2 separate regions of the Pan troglodytes genome follow, and region 2 is linked to region 1. Evidence: chromatin contacts called from public Hi-C data. All regions are on one chromosome and are shown on one strand. The core of a region is the stretch at or near the end of the contact, and the rest is flanking DNA. Distances in the headings are between cores, read along the strand shown.

What was found. A called contact is a pair of places that touch in the nucleus more often than the background predicts.
Region 2: a contact with region 1 is called in a Hi-C map of stem cell-derived neural progenitor cells, with 3 times the contacts expected there. The contact joins the enhancer-like site here to the promoter of EYA4 in region 1. A contact is called at or near these places in 1 of 7 Hi-C or Micro-C datasets (stem cell-derived neural progenitor cells) and 1 of 1 datasets of contacts at active chromatin or transcription factors (stem cell-derived excitatory neurons).

What each region holds. Positions count from the first base shown.
Region 1 is chr5:145,111,579-145,117,994 of NHGRI_mPanTro3-v2.0_pri, reverse strand. EYA4 (EYA transcriptional coactivator and phosphatase 4) reads right to left here and starts at 2,662. Exons shown (of 20, transcript XR_010158205.1): 1 at 2,562-2,662.
Region 2 is chr5:145,370,769-145,377,184 of NHGRI_mPanTro3-v2.0_pri, reverse strand. EYA4 (EYA transcriptional coactivator and phosphatase 4) reads right to left here. Exons shown (of 20, transcript XR_010158205.1): 14 at 18-107. Among named protein-coding and RNA genes, the nearest start is that of EYA4, 260 kb to the right of the region's middle. Within about 2 kb of position 3,179, at least 2 of the 24 cell types and tissues checked have an H3K27ac peak or open chromatin away from gene starts, as enhancers often do. A contact at or near this core is called in stem cell-derived neural progenitor cells, where this site is marked.

The sequences.
Region 1 (6,416 bases), core at 1,413-3,912:
TCGATAAATACTAATAAAAAGAAAACAACTGAGTAAATCTTATTTTAGTTATAATTGTGAACCAACCGGTAGTTACAATGGTCTTTAAATATTGAAACATACTATTTTCAGGAAATTTACAAAGGAAAACAGGCTTTTGAAAACCATATTGATTGTAGACCTTTACTTATTATGAAAGACAAGTACATATCCCTAATAATCAGAGAAAGGAGACATTTTCAACAAATCTAATTATGTTGCTTCCAAAGCTGTAGCTGTCAAAGGTTTTAACATTCTTGTACAGTCATTCCTAAATACGGGTTTAACTTTGAATGACTTACAACTTTTAATCAGGTGGAACAAACTATTTTTACGGTTTATAACAATAAATGTGGGTGTAGTTATGTCTGCTTTCGATATTGTTGCCATAAAAATCAGATTCTGGCAGTCTTGCTCCACACAAAACAATCTGTCTCTTGTTACTACTGCTTTTTGTTTCTTGGGATAATGTTATTTTTAAAAATACACAAATGTCTTTGAATGCAGTCTCCTAAAACGCTCCGTATCACGTATCAAATATTTTTTGGGGGGATTCTCTCCCCACCCCCTCTAGTTTTTGGTTCTTCAGGTTTAAGCTTGCCAATAATATTTTAAAAGACAAAAAAAAAAAAAAAGGCACTGATTCTGCTTAAAACCAAACCGTACCCGGGAAAGGAATTCAAGTACAATCCTTTCCCTAAGGTTTTAAAAACAAAAACAACGCAACAAACAAAAAAACCATCGTCAACTTTCAATCCTGTCAGTCACCTACGTGTAAGTGAAACTTCAGAAGCTGTTGATGGGGAGCCCGCGGTTGTTAAACGCTCCTAAGACTCCCACCTAAATCCCGCAGGAGCCCGCACTGAAACTGACAAACACCCGAGGGTTCACAAAGTGGCCACAGAGGAGAAGAGGAACAAAATGCCATATTCCAGGAGATGTATTTCGCTCCAACAATTACGTTGATCCCAGGGTGGCAAGCCAAAAGGGGTAAGGGAGAAAGAAAACTGTTAAGTATGAGCCCTTAATGTGAAACCTAACCTGTTGGTTCTCTTAGGTATCAGATTTTGGAAGTGTCTGTAATGACAGCCAGGAAAGCAAACTAATGGCCAACGGCCCACTGGGTTTGAACACCAGACTCCTGTTACCTCCTCACAGATCAAGTACACAACACATACACACACACACACACACACACACACACGAAGTTGCTCCACGTGGAACTGCTCTGGAACCAAAACACACGCCCGGGCGCTATTCTGCACCTTGGCAGAAAGGGCAGAGGGACCTGCACCTTCCTCCCCTGCCCTCAGGTTAAGATTCATGAATGACTCTCTAGGCCCGCTCGGGATGGCGGGGAGAGGCGCAGGAGACGCGGTGAGAGAGGACAGTCTCCACACCACTCTCCCGCACACACTCTCACCCCAGGCGCAAATCCGTTGTCTTCATAGGAAGGAGAAAGAGGGGTGGTGGTGAAGGGAAACACTATCCTCCCAAGCAGGGAAGAGATGACAAAAATTAAATTGCGCTCTCTGCTTTCGCCCCAGCTCTGCCACCGGACTCGGTCCGCAAATTCCCTAATCGCTCCGAGCTGTTCAGAATCTCGCAAACAAAGGGAGAAAACTCTTTCAAGTGCTACCAAACGAAAGTTCGGGTTGCTGTGCGGCGCAGAATAAAACAAGCACACACACGTCTACTTCCAAACCTCGCTTCACCACGCTAAAAATCCGAGCCATTTCAAGTTCCACTGCCTCCCCAGACCCAGCAGGCTTGGAAGGAGAGAAAAACCTGCTCTACCCAGCCAGGTCCCTTCCTTTGGAGAAGTTATAGCCTTCCATGGCACCCGCTACTCGAGCCAATGAACGCGACTGCTCTGACAAGGCGCCTCTAATTTCACCGACCCTGGCAAACTGCAGGAGACATTCAGTCCACGCCACATAAAAACTATTAAAGTGGGATCGCCGCAGTTGAAAAGCCCGATCAGTGCCTGGAGATTAGAACGCGAGCCTTTAAAGTACACACGCACCCGGCACCGGGAAAGCCCAGGCGCCTGTGACCCTCCGAAGGACTCTGGGTCAGCATCCTCGCGCCTGGACCATCTAGGGGGTCATCAGAAAGTAATACACGTCATAAGAAAGATGTGGGGGAGACCCCGATGCTCGCGCCTCTGCCAGGTGGAGGCGGGGTGCAGGTAGAAGCCGCGCGCTGGACTGCTGGATGAACTCCGTTACGCGCAGGCTCCGCGCCGACCCCGGAAGGGACAGGCAGGCTCGGAAGGGACCCTTGGGGCTTGGGGACGTCTTCTAGGGCAGAGAGCACCGCTGCGGTCCGAGCGGCCCGGGCCCTCAGGCGTGGGGCACCCGGCCTCCAAGCGCCCCCCGGGGACGCAGGCGCCCACGCACCGTCCAGCTGCGCGTCCTCAGTACCCAGCGCTCGGCGTCCCCGGCGGAGCCTCGCGCACTTTCCCGGAAAGTTTGGGGGTTCTCTCAACTCAGGCTCCCCCGGGAGCCCTGGGGCGGGGGTTGGAAGAAGGGGTCACTCACCTCGTCGCCCGGTCCGCCTCGGGTTCCCGAAGTGTCTGTCCCAGCCGCGGTTCAGTGCGTCCGTAATTAAGTATTTATTCTCGTTCCTTCCAGTGTCGAAGTTTCCCCTTCGCGCTGTGCCTCTGGTGAAAACAGGACATCCCCTTCGGCCACCCCACAACAAATAGCGTACACAAGCGGGGGAGAAGCGGGGCGGAGGGAGAAGCCGGCTCCGAGGGGGAGGAGGAAAGGAGAGGAGCCAAAACTCCGGACTGCGACAGGGGGGAAAGGAGAAGAAAAGAAAATGAGAGAGCGCGCCCAGCCGCCGCAGTCGTCACTCCCCAGCTTTTCCCGCAGCTCTTTCCCCCTCTCTAAGGCAGCGACAACTTCACGTGGACAGGATGGAAGTTTTGCGCGGAAGCCGGGAACGGCCGGAGCGTGCGCCGCGCTGCGGGCAGCCTCGCACTTGCGCAGGGAGGTGGGGCGGGGGCGACGTCGCCACCGGCTACTGCGGGCTCGTGAGGCCGCCGGGGGCCTCGGGGGAGGCCGCCAGGGACGCGGGGGGCGGCGGCGCGCGGGGGACCCACTCCGTTTTTATTTGACCTCGGGTGACTGCCTATTGTCATGGTTTGCGATCTCGCGTGGGGACCGCCCAGGGCCTCGGGGCCCTGGATGTCCCGGGTGGCGCCGCCGTAATCTCCGTGCCCTCCGCGCCGCCCCCACCCCGCCCCCACCCGGGCCGACTCGAGCGGCTGCAGCCTCCAGGCTGAGGGGAGGGACCCGCGACCGCGCTCTCCTCCCTGGGCCGGAGAGCCACTGTCGATCCCCACCTGCTTCTGTGGGGCAGCCCCCGGAATTGCCTGGAACTCTCTCGCTACCCAGTTCCCCTGTGCAGGCCACTGCGGGCCCCCTGCCGGACTCCTTTCCACTTACCCCAAGGGAGGAGACAGAAGGGACTTCGCCTACTTGCAACAACGTGAAATAAAAACCAACCCAGACCAGATTGGGGCGCTTTTTCTGACGGGATGAAATACCCTTTTCCGTGGAGATATATGTTATGAAGGACTAAGCGGTCTGGGGATAGGCTGTGCTGGGAAGGGCCTGGGCCCCTTCCAGTGCTGCTGGGTGCAGGTATAGGCATCCGTCCCAGACGCCCAAAGGTCAGGCAGCAACGACTTACTTCCAAGGCGGCGTCAGAGCTTCTCTAGGCACATTGCTGAAATGACATTTCGTGTCTAAGCCTTCTGTGCATGCATTACGCACCTACATAGGATTTACGATTTTATACCCACACGTGTGTATGCCACAACCAGGGGACACAGCAAAGGTAGACGGAATAAACAATCCATAAATTTTGCATCCATTTAATCACCTCTTCCAAAAACCTATTATCTATTTTAGCGGCACCTTCTCTGTCATATTGATAATAAATGTTTTAATTTATTGATAAATCACTGAGTGTCAATCATTGTATTGGTCACTTATGGTACATGAGTTCATTTAACTTCCATGACAACTCTACGGTGGTCATTATTAAGCCGGTATAAAAGATGAGGAAACCAAAGCCCAAAGAATCATGAGTGACTTTTCCAAAGACAAATCCAGTGGTCTCTAATCACAAAGCCTATGATACAACAACCTCTACATTACCTTAGGTGTGGTCTAAGAGATTACAGATTAATCCGTAGAAATTACTCCCATTCAAAGAAAGTTTAGTTTTAATATATTCACTAAGTTACGTTCTGAAAAAGGTTCAGAAAAAAGATTTCATCCTCTACTTTAGGTTGGTCTTATGCAACTGATATGAGCACTGTCCAATTCAAAAGCAGTATCAACCCTGAATACTTATGGTTACAATTTATTTTTTAATGAGTGGGGAATTATCTACAATGCTTAAGAGGCTCTAGAAAAGGTGGTGTTGTAAATTTAAAATGATAAAGGCAGTCGTTGCTGCTCTCATCACTTACTGGGTGTTCTTTCCTGCAGATTTATTTTGGAGGGTGTAGGCATTGCCAGGCATAATGTTTCCTTTTCTGGTTCTCAAGGTAGAAAGGGTTCTGGCAGTGGGGTTGGCACAAAGGGGATTTGGAGCATGGTTGAGAGCACATTCTGGCCTAACGAGGAATGCCAGTTAATATACACTGGAGAGAAAAATATGAATGGGCAGATTTAATTAATTTTGCAGATTTATTTTCTCCATTTCACATGTGAGAAAACTAAGGGCTCAGAATTTTTAGAAGCTTGCTAATAAATGGCAGACCTGAGTTTCAAGCCAGCCTTTATTTAAGTCCACTCTTAGTCACTGTGATGCTATTATTAGTATTAATGGTATTCAGAAAAATAGTAATTCTTTTAAATATGTAATATGTTACAAGCCAAATATGCAATTTAAATGTTTTGTGAATCATAGTGTCTAAGAATGTTCTGTGGCTATAGCAAATATCATGTAAGGATTAAGTACAATGATGAATTTAATACTGTCCTCAAAAGGCAACAACATTTTGAATTTCATTTTGGCATAAAACATTATGTGCTAGTTTCACCTACAAATAAAGGTGGGAGATGTATGATTTGAATAAAATAAAAATTCATACTTTAGCATATTGTTAACATAAATATAGGGTGGGTTTTCTTAGCATGTTTCTTTGTACCCTTCTAAAGTCAGATTTTTCAGTGACACTGACCTTGCTTTCAAGGTCACTTTGCTCCTGCATAGTTTTTTGTACATCTAGATAAGAATACATGTACAGAAATTATTTTTAAAATCCAGAATAATATATTAGTTATTTGACTTCATATTACCACCTTCTAATAGTTGTCTTAAATATACATATATAAACATGGACACCACTAGGTGTCAGATAAAACGTCAATTTTCAGTCCACATTTGAAATAAGTTTAACATAGGAAACAGAATTTTAGGGTTATAAAGGCAAAAATGTATTGTTTGCTTAAATGAGGCCTTATTTCCAGAATTTACATTGAATATCACTTTTATAATTATAGCCATATCACCTATATTATTGACTTAATATGTATCTTTAAATAATCCATTTTTATTAAATAAGTTTATCTGATAGAGGACATTTTTTATAGTCACCATAAATGGAAAACTAATAAAACCCGCCAGGAATAGCAGTTGATCTTGCAAAGGAACCTATATTGTAGAAATAAAAGTTATTTCTCATGTACCACCTAAAATTATCTCACATACAGTTTGAGAAACATTGGTTTAAAGAATTACATTCCATATGTCCCTCAGGCTCACCAAGAGATATTTTCAAGCCTCCCCTTTTCATAACCAGAACAAAATGTTGTGTCCAAGTTACTTTGAGGTATTGTCTAAAATATACTTGAAGTCTCTGAAGTTGAGGCGTCTTTTTAAAATTCATGTATTATTTATTGTTTTACTTACTATCTTATTTGTGGTAAAATGCAAACAATTCATAAATACACAATTAAAAAGCAAATCACTTTCCTGAAATATTGTACCGGTTACTCATTACCCTTCCCTAGCATCTATTAGCCCAGTAGTGCAATACAGTACAGACAATGAAGAAGAGAGGGAAAGTAGAACAGTGGGAGAAACGCAAAGGGCCTAAAAAGACACGTGGGGGAAACTGAAGTCAGAGACCTGCTGCCAGATTCTTGAAGTGATTCAAAAACACCAGTGGGCCCTGCATGACATGAGTCAGGCTCTCAGAATATTTGTACATGTTCAATCAGTCTGAAAAGGGATGTGTTTTGGGAGGAGTGGGGAGATAAAAAATATAAGACTTTATAGGGTAAATCAGTGGAAATATAAGATTCACTTATTAGCAATTCCCTTAACCAACTCCTCTGGAATGGGATGCCTCTGCAGTTACCATTTACTAT
Region 2 (6,416 bases), core at 1,930-4,429, 260 kb before region 1:
CCTTGTAAAATTCTTACCTCTAAATCATTAAAAAACAAATGAGTATCAGCAAGATTAAAAATCATTTCTTCCATGCGGAGTCCAAGGGTTACAGCCATGGGGGGATCCTGTAAAGAAAATGTACACATAATGAGGTAAAATTTCAGTAAGCGCTTATTATTAAAAATATTTTAAGCACATATTGCTGTGGTGGAAGAGGGAGGAGACTGCATGGGTTTTTACTGAAGATTCAAAAGATTTCTCAGTTTTCCAAAAAGGTGACTTTCCAGAAGGTTCAGACATACCAAATGCACAGACACACCTGGGAATTCAGACATACGTAACGATGACTCAGCATACATTTTCACATAAAGCTGTATGTTGAGGAGAGAAGGAGGAAGGAAATCAGCTAGTTCATATGACCCAGTTTACATATAATCTATGGAAAGTATTCTGGAGAAAGGTATTTGGATGGGGTGCTGAAGAATGGAGCAAACTTACTAAAAAGAAAGGATGTCTTTTTAAGAATAATGACAAATAATAAGAATTAAAAGATAGAGAAAAATAGGTCAACTGGGTATTTATAGGACTTGAGTAGAGAATGTTATCTGGAGGTGAAACAGGAAGAGCTGGCAGAGGATGGTGTGACCATCACTTAATTTTTAATTGCATTTTTATCAACAAGGTAAGAGGAATCTCCCTATCCAAACATGTGTAGAGTTTGGTCTAACCTGCATTTGACTAAGGTTGAAGAAGGGAGGGGTGAGAATAGCTAAAAGAACATTAGTTCTCTAAGTGTAATCCAGGTAAAAAATATATGCTTTGGGAAGTGATGGGGTCAGTAAAGAGTTAAAATGACTCAATTTTTGTTTACAGAAACCAAGATATTAAACAGCAGCAAGAAGTCGAAAATCAAGACCAGAGTTGTTACTTTACCATAATTAACTGCAGCTGAAGGCCTAGCATCAAGAGATATAAGACTAAAAAGAAAGGAGCATTTGGGGATAGGGATGGGAATAGGGAAGTAATTCATGCTCAAACATTGTGTTTAAAATTATCAAAGTTGGAATGATGTCTAAAGAAGAACTGCTCATAGGTGCAACTCCGAAGATAAGAGAAAGAAAAAACCTGGAAGGGACAAACCCTTAAAATTTGAGACCAGATGGGTGTTAGCAGGGAGAAGAATAAGGTTTTGAATAAAGCTGACAAGTCTAGAAGGATACTATTGGTTTTGGCTGGGAAGTTATTTTGGAAGACCTCAGAGGGTGATTTGGGTTGAGTGGCTGGGCCAGGAGCCAGACTGCAGGGATTTGAGAAGAGAGAGCCGAAATTGTGTTTTCAACGTTCTAATAGTTGGCATTTCAAGAAATGTATCTCAACTTGGGGAAATGTAATGCAAACTTTACTCAATTTATGATAAGAACATGCAACCCAGGTCAGGCCAAGCAGTATTCATCTACACCCTGAACTGATTCCATTTGCAAGGAGAAACCACTCTTCATTCCACACCTCCACTATGATAACCCATTTTATTCCTATATTTCCTTTCATCATGTTTTGAGGGGGAAGCCCTAAAGTGTAAACATATTTGAGATGTCATCCCGTGTTCTATAGCCAAGAAAACCTGGAGAATAGGAATTAAATGCTAAGAAAAAGGCATTGAGTGCTAAGGGGTCACTGGGGTATGAGAGCTAAACTAAGACGATGTGAGTGAAGATAGAGACAAGATAATAATACGCTGGATTTCAACATAATTTTCTAATTGTTTACATCTTCTCATTTAGAGATTTATGTGGATTTCATAGGCAGAGATTCTCATTTCTCAGTAATGGATGCTGACTCTTCACATACCTGATGGCCTCCTGGTATTATGTCATCCGGTAGCTTGACTGTGCTGCCGGATTCATCCGTCTTCCAGTGACAGAACCATTTGGGACTATATACCCAAAGATCAAATCAGTTCTGTTTTAGCCAACAAACATTCATTAAAAACAAGAATAAAATTATTAATAAGTAGGCCAGGCACGGTGGCTCACGCCTGTGTTCCCAGCACTTTGGGAGGCTGAGGCAGGCAGACCATTTGAGGTCAGGAGTTCGAGACCAGCCTGGCCAACATGGTAAAACCCTGTTTCTACTAAAAATACAAAAATTAGCTGGACACAGTGGTGTGTGCTTGTAATCCCAGCTACTCAGGATGCTGAGGCACGAGAATCCCTTGAACCTTGGAGGTGGAGGTTGCAGTGAGCCAAGATCACGCCACTGTACTCCAGCTTGGGTGACAGAGTGAAACAGTATCTCAAAAGAAAAAAAATATTAATAAGTGCCAGTTTGTGTCTCAAGGGGTTTCCGAGCTCAGAAGGGCCCCTTGCTCTGTTTCCTTCAAGTATAAAATTCTTTTTTCTTCATTTTGTTGATCATGTTTTTGTTGAAATAAAATCTCTAAAGGTTGTGTAAATTAAAAAAAAATACATTTTGTCTTTTTTGGTTGAAAAATTCCTATTATTAGTCTCTGTCTTTTTGGCAGGGTTGGGGGAACTAGGCATTAACTAGGCTGAGGATATTCTATGAAACTATTCTGCCTAGTCATGGAACCATGAACAAAGTCTACAGAAATATCAGGAAAAATCAAATGTAATTATAGCATGAAAACATATAATTCCATTAGTGACGCTCTGTGCTTTTGAGGAATGTTCACTGATGCAAGACAATAAAACTGAGCTCCACACTAGTCTGTTATGTTTCTGATGATTACTGCCCTAAAGATATATATTTCAGATAGGAGTTCAGAAATATCTGATTTAAAAGGTTTTCCTTCTGGAGACCAGGTTGGTTAGGCTCTTATTCTATGATTTGCCAATTTTTCTTTTTAAGTTTTAAATACAATTATTGAATTTCTTTTGTTCATTCTTCACATTCTTTGCATTTACAGATCAGATTTATGGGGATGGGAGAAAACATACTGTTCCTTTTGATTGTTACTTTGATCAATTCCATGCTTCTGAAATACGTAACTCTGTGCTACCCAAACAGTGATAGGAAAATCCATGAAGAATGCATTTTGTACATCTGATAAGCATGCAAACAAGCATAATTTTTTTTTAAAAAAGCAAAATGCAAGAATCTGCTAGCAAGCAAGCATGGCATGTGGTGTGATAAAAACTGTAGTTGAGCACTCCACTGGAATGCAACCCCACGGCACTGGGAGGGCTGGTCATTTGTTTTTCAAGCTGTGGAGATTCCACATCACACACTCTGTGAGAGCCAGGACTTAGTAAGCATTTTGGCAAAATATCATTTGTAACTGGGAAAGTTTAGGTTTGTGGTTTGCTGGAGTGTGAACTAGCTGTATTTTACTAAGCTTTCCAGAGAGCAAGGCCTATTGAAAGAGAGATGTTTCGTCAGCCATGCCAAAGTCTTGGCACAGATGGGCCAGGGCTAGTCATGCCATCAGCCAAGGAAAACCATGCCTGTAAGAGGTAGTGATCTTGTTTCTAAGAGCATGTCTGGGGCAGGCTTACTTTCAAATATCTAATTTTAATTTTGTTTTTTTCCAGCTTACTAAGTCACTGGGACAGCTAATTCTAAGTGAGCAGATTACAGCAATGCATTTTTCCAGCTAAAGGACTCACAGATCCAAGAATCCCAGAAAGATGACTGGACATTTGGTGGGTGTAGCCTTAGCAATGCTGGGCACCCTCCATCTTGCCAAACTGCTGTGAGGGAGATGCCAGCACCTGCAATTCCACTGTTTTATCAGGCATGTGAGAATGAAACATACTTCTGGATTGAACCCAAGTTTTATATAGAGATGTTTGCTCATTTTCATTAGATGTTTGTAGAATTATGGGCACCTTATGAATCAAGAGTTGCTTTTTTTTATTTGCATTTAAGTGTAGTGAATGTTGAGTTTAGGGTCTAAAATGAGGTGATAGCAAAATCTTGGATAGAGGAAAAAAGTGGGATAATAAAGGCACTAACAGGGTTTTGTGGAAGTTCTGATATATATTATACATATTATAACAGTTCCAAAAGGTTCAAAGTGTCTACAACAGAGTTTAATAGGAGGCAAATTGAAATACTGCCAATTTATTCCGTGTACTGCTCTATCAAAATACTGAAACTATTCCCCAGACATTTTACTGAATACAGAGAGAGAGAGAGAGAGTGAGAGAGAGAGAGAGAGAGAGAGAGAGAGAAGAGGAAGATGAAGAAAATAAATAGCTCTTGGCCTTTAAAAGTGTGGTTCTAAGCCAGATGTTGCCAGTGTATAACCAAGGCAGGATCCAGTACAGCAGTTCTCTAAATCAAAATACTAACGCCTATTAGCCATGTGAACACAGAGCATAAATTGGAGCCAGACTGTCTGTCTACGGGCCTCTGCCCTGCATTGGGCCATCAGCTGGAATTCCTCCTCTAGGGACACACTGTAAAAATATCTCTGGAGAGGCAGCAATTATGTATTTTTAAAGAAACTAAGGACTTTTTTTTTTGTTTTTTAAAGACATCAACCTCTTGAAACAGTTATTCTTTTGGGACCTGTAGCATATGTGTAGACATGTGCACACAAAGATAGAAGATATGCAAGTTCATCATGGAAGAAAGAAGGCAGCCCAGCTCCATGAACCAAGGTGGAAAAAGTTACTGGATTTTTTAGAATACATATACTCTTTAAATCATAAGAGATAAAATGAAATTCAGTCACAAATCAGAACAGAAATTTTACAATTGTGATACTTGTCTATGATGGATAGGTAGTGGGCTTACAAGTTCTTAGGAGGAACTGGAAAATGGTTTCAGGAACATTCATTTATTCATCATATATTTATTGAGTGACTAATTATGTATTAGACACGTTCAAATTCCAAGCAGAGAGCAGATAACCAAAAAAGCAAAGCCCGTACCTTTATGTGGTTTATATTATTACTGGATGAGCTATCTGATAAACAGACAAGAAAACAAGGGAGTATAAGCATTTCAGGTGGTGATCAGCTATGAAAGAAAAACCAGGACAAGCAGATACAGAAGTGATGAGGATGAGTGGAAAGGGCTAATTTAAAGCAAATTCAGAGAAGCCCCCTTTCAGGAGGCAATGGCAGAGAGAGAAACAGAGGCCTGACAAAGGTGAGGGAGCTAGGTATGAACAGGTGTGATAGTAGCGAACATACGCAGAGCCCAGAGGTGAGGAGTCTGTGTGTGAGAAGAGGGACCCTGACCAGGGAAGGGAAAGGAAACAAGGATTTTAAGAATGCAAGAGTGCTCCGCTGAATGTACGTGAGAGGCCCCAGCAAGATAAGCCAAGAAGGAACATTTGATTTGGCAACAAGGTGGCTCCTCAGACTTGGCAAGTGTCATGTTATGGCAAAGCTGGAAAGAGCAGAGAAAGAGAGCAGTCACCAGAGGGGAAAATGGGCTCAAGAAGCTCTTCTAATGACAGGAATGTGACAGCAGATACGATGGTGATGGGAAGAATCTAGGAGAGTGAGAAACTGGTGGCTTAGCGAAAGAAGTCCTTTCAGGAGTCGATTCTTTGGGTAGGTGAGGGAGCACGGAACCAGGGTGCAAGAGAGGTGCAAGAGACATCTATGGCTACAGATGTAGGAGGCACGGATTTGGTGGTGCAAAGATGACAGAATTCATTTGTTTGCTTTTTTCCCCCTAGTAATTGAGGAGGTCTGTACAGAATTGGGAGAGATATGCTTGCTCTCCCTTCAGCTCTTCAAAACCTGCAATAGGAAGAGTTCATGACCCCAAGAGTGCTTGCACCCACTTGAGATCTGTGGCCACATTCAGCTGCTGAGGTACAGGCAGTCAGTGGGGTTTTCTGATGGAGAAATAATGGGGAAAGGATAGAGAGGCGTTATGGAAAAGTAGGGTTATAGTGGTACATAAGGAGGACTCCAAGCTGGGAGGATGACATATAAGACAGGAGTTCTCAGACTCCACCATGCATGGGGAACACCTGTGGAGCTTTCACAATGCCTGTTGCTCGGGCCACACCCCATACCAACTAAATTGGATTATCTGAGGTGGGTCCACGCATCAGTCATGCTAAAGCTCTGCAGTGAGTCCAATGTACAAACGAAATTGAGAGTCAGCAGATGACAGTCTTGCTACTCAAAGTGTGGTTCACAGACCAGCACCATTGGCATCATCTGGGAACTGTTAGAAATGCACACTTGTAGACCCTTCCCCAGATCTAGTTTGCCAGGTAGTTTAACAAGATTATCAGGTGATTCATATACATGTTACTTTTGAATAAATACTGGTCTATAAGATATTATAATGAGAGACTGGGATAGTTAAGAAAAATCAGAGCTGGCATGACCTTCTGGCTTTCCAAGAGTTAAGCCTCTGTGGTGCTTCCACAGGACGGCTGGACTTGAGCCAGCGTGATCACTGAGTAGAACTGTGGCTTAGTATAATTTCTCGGGAACTAG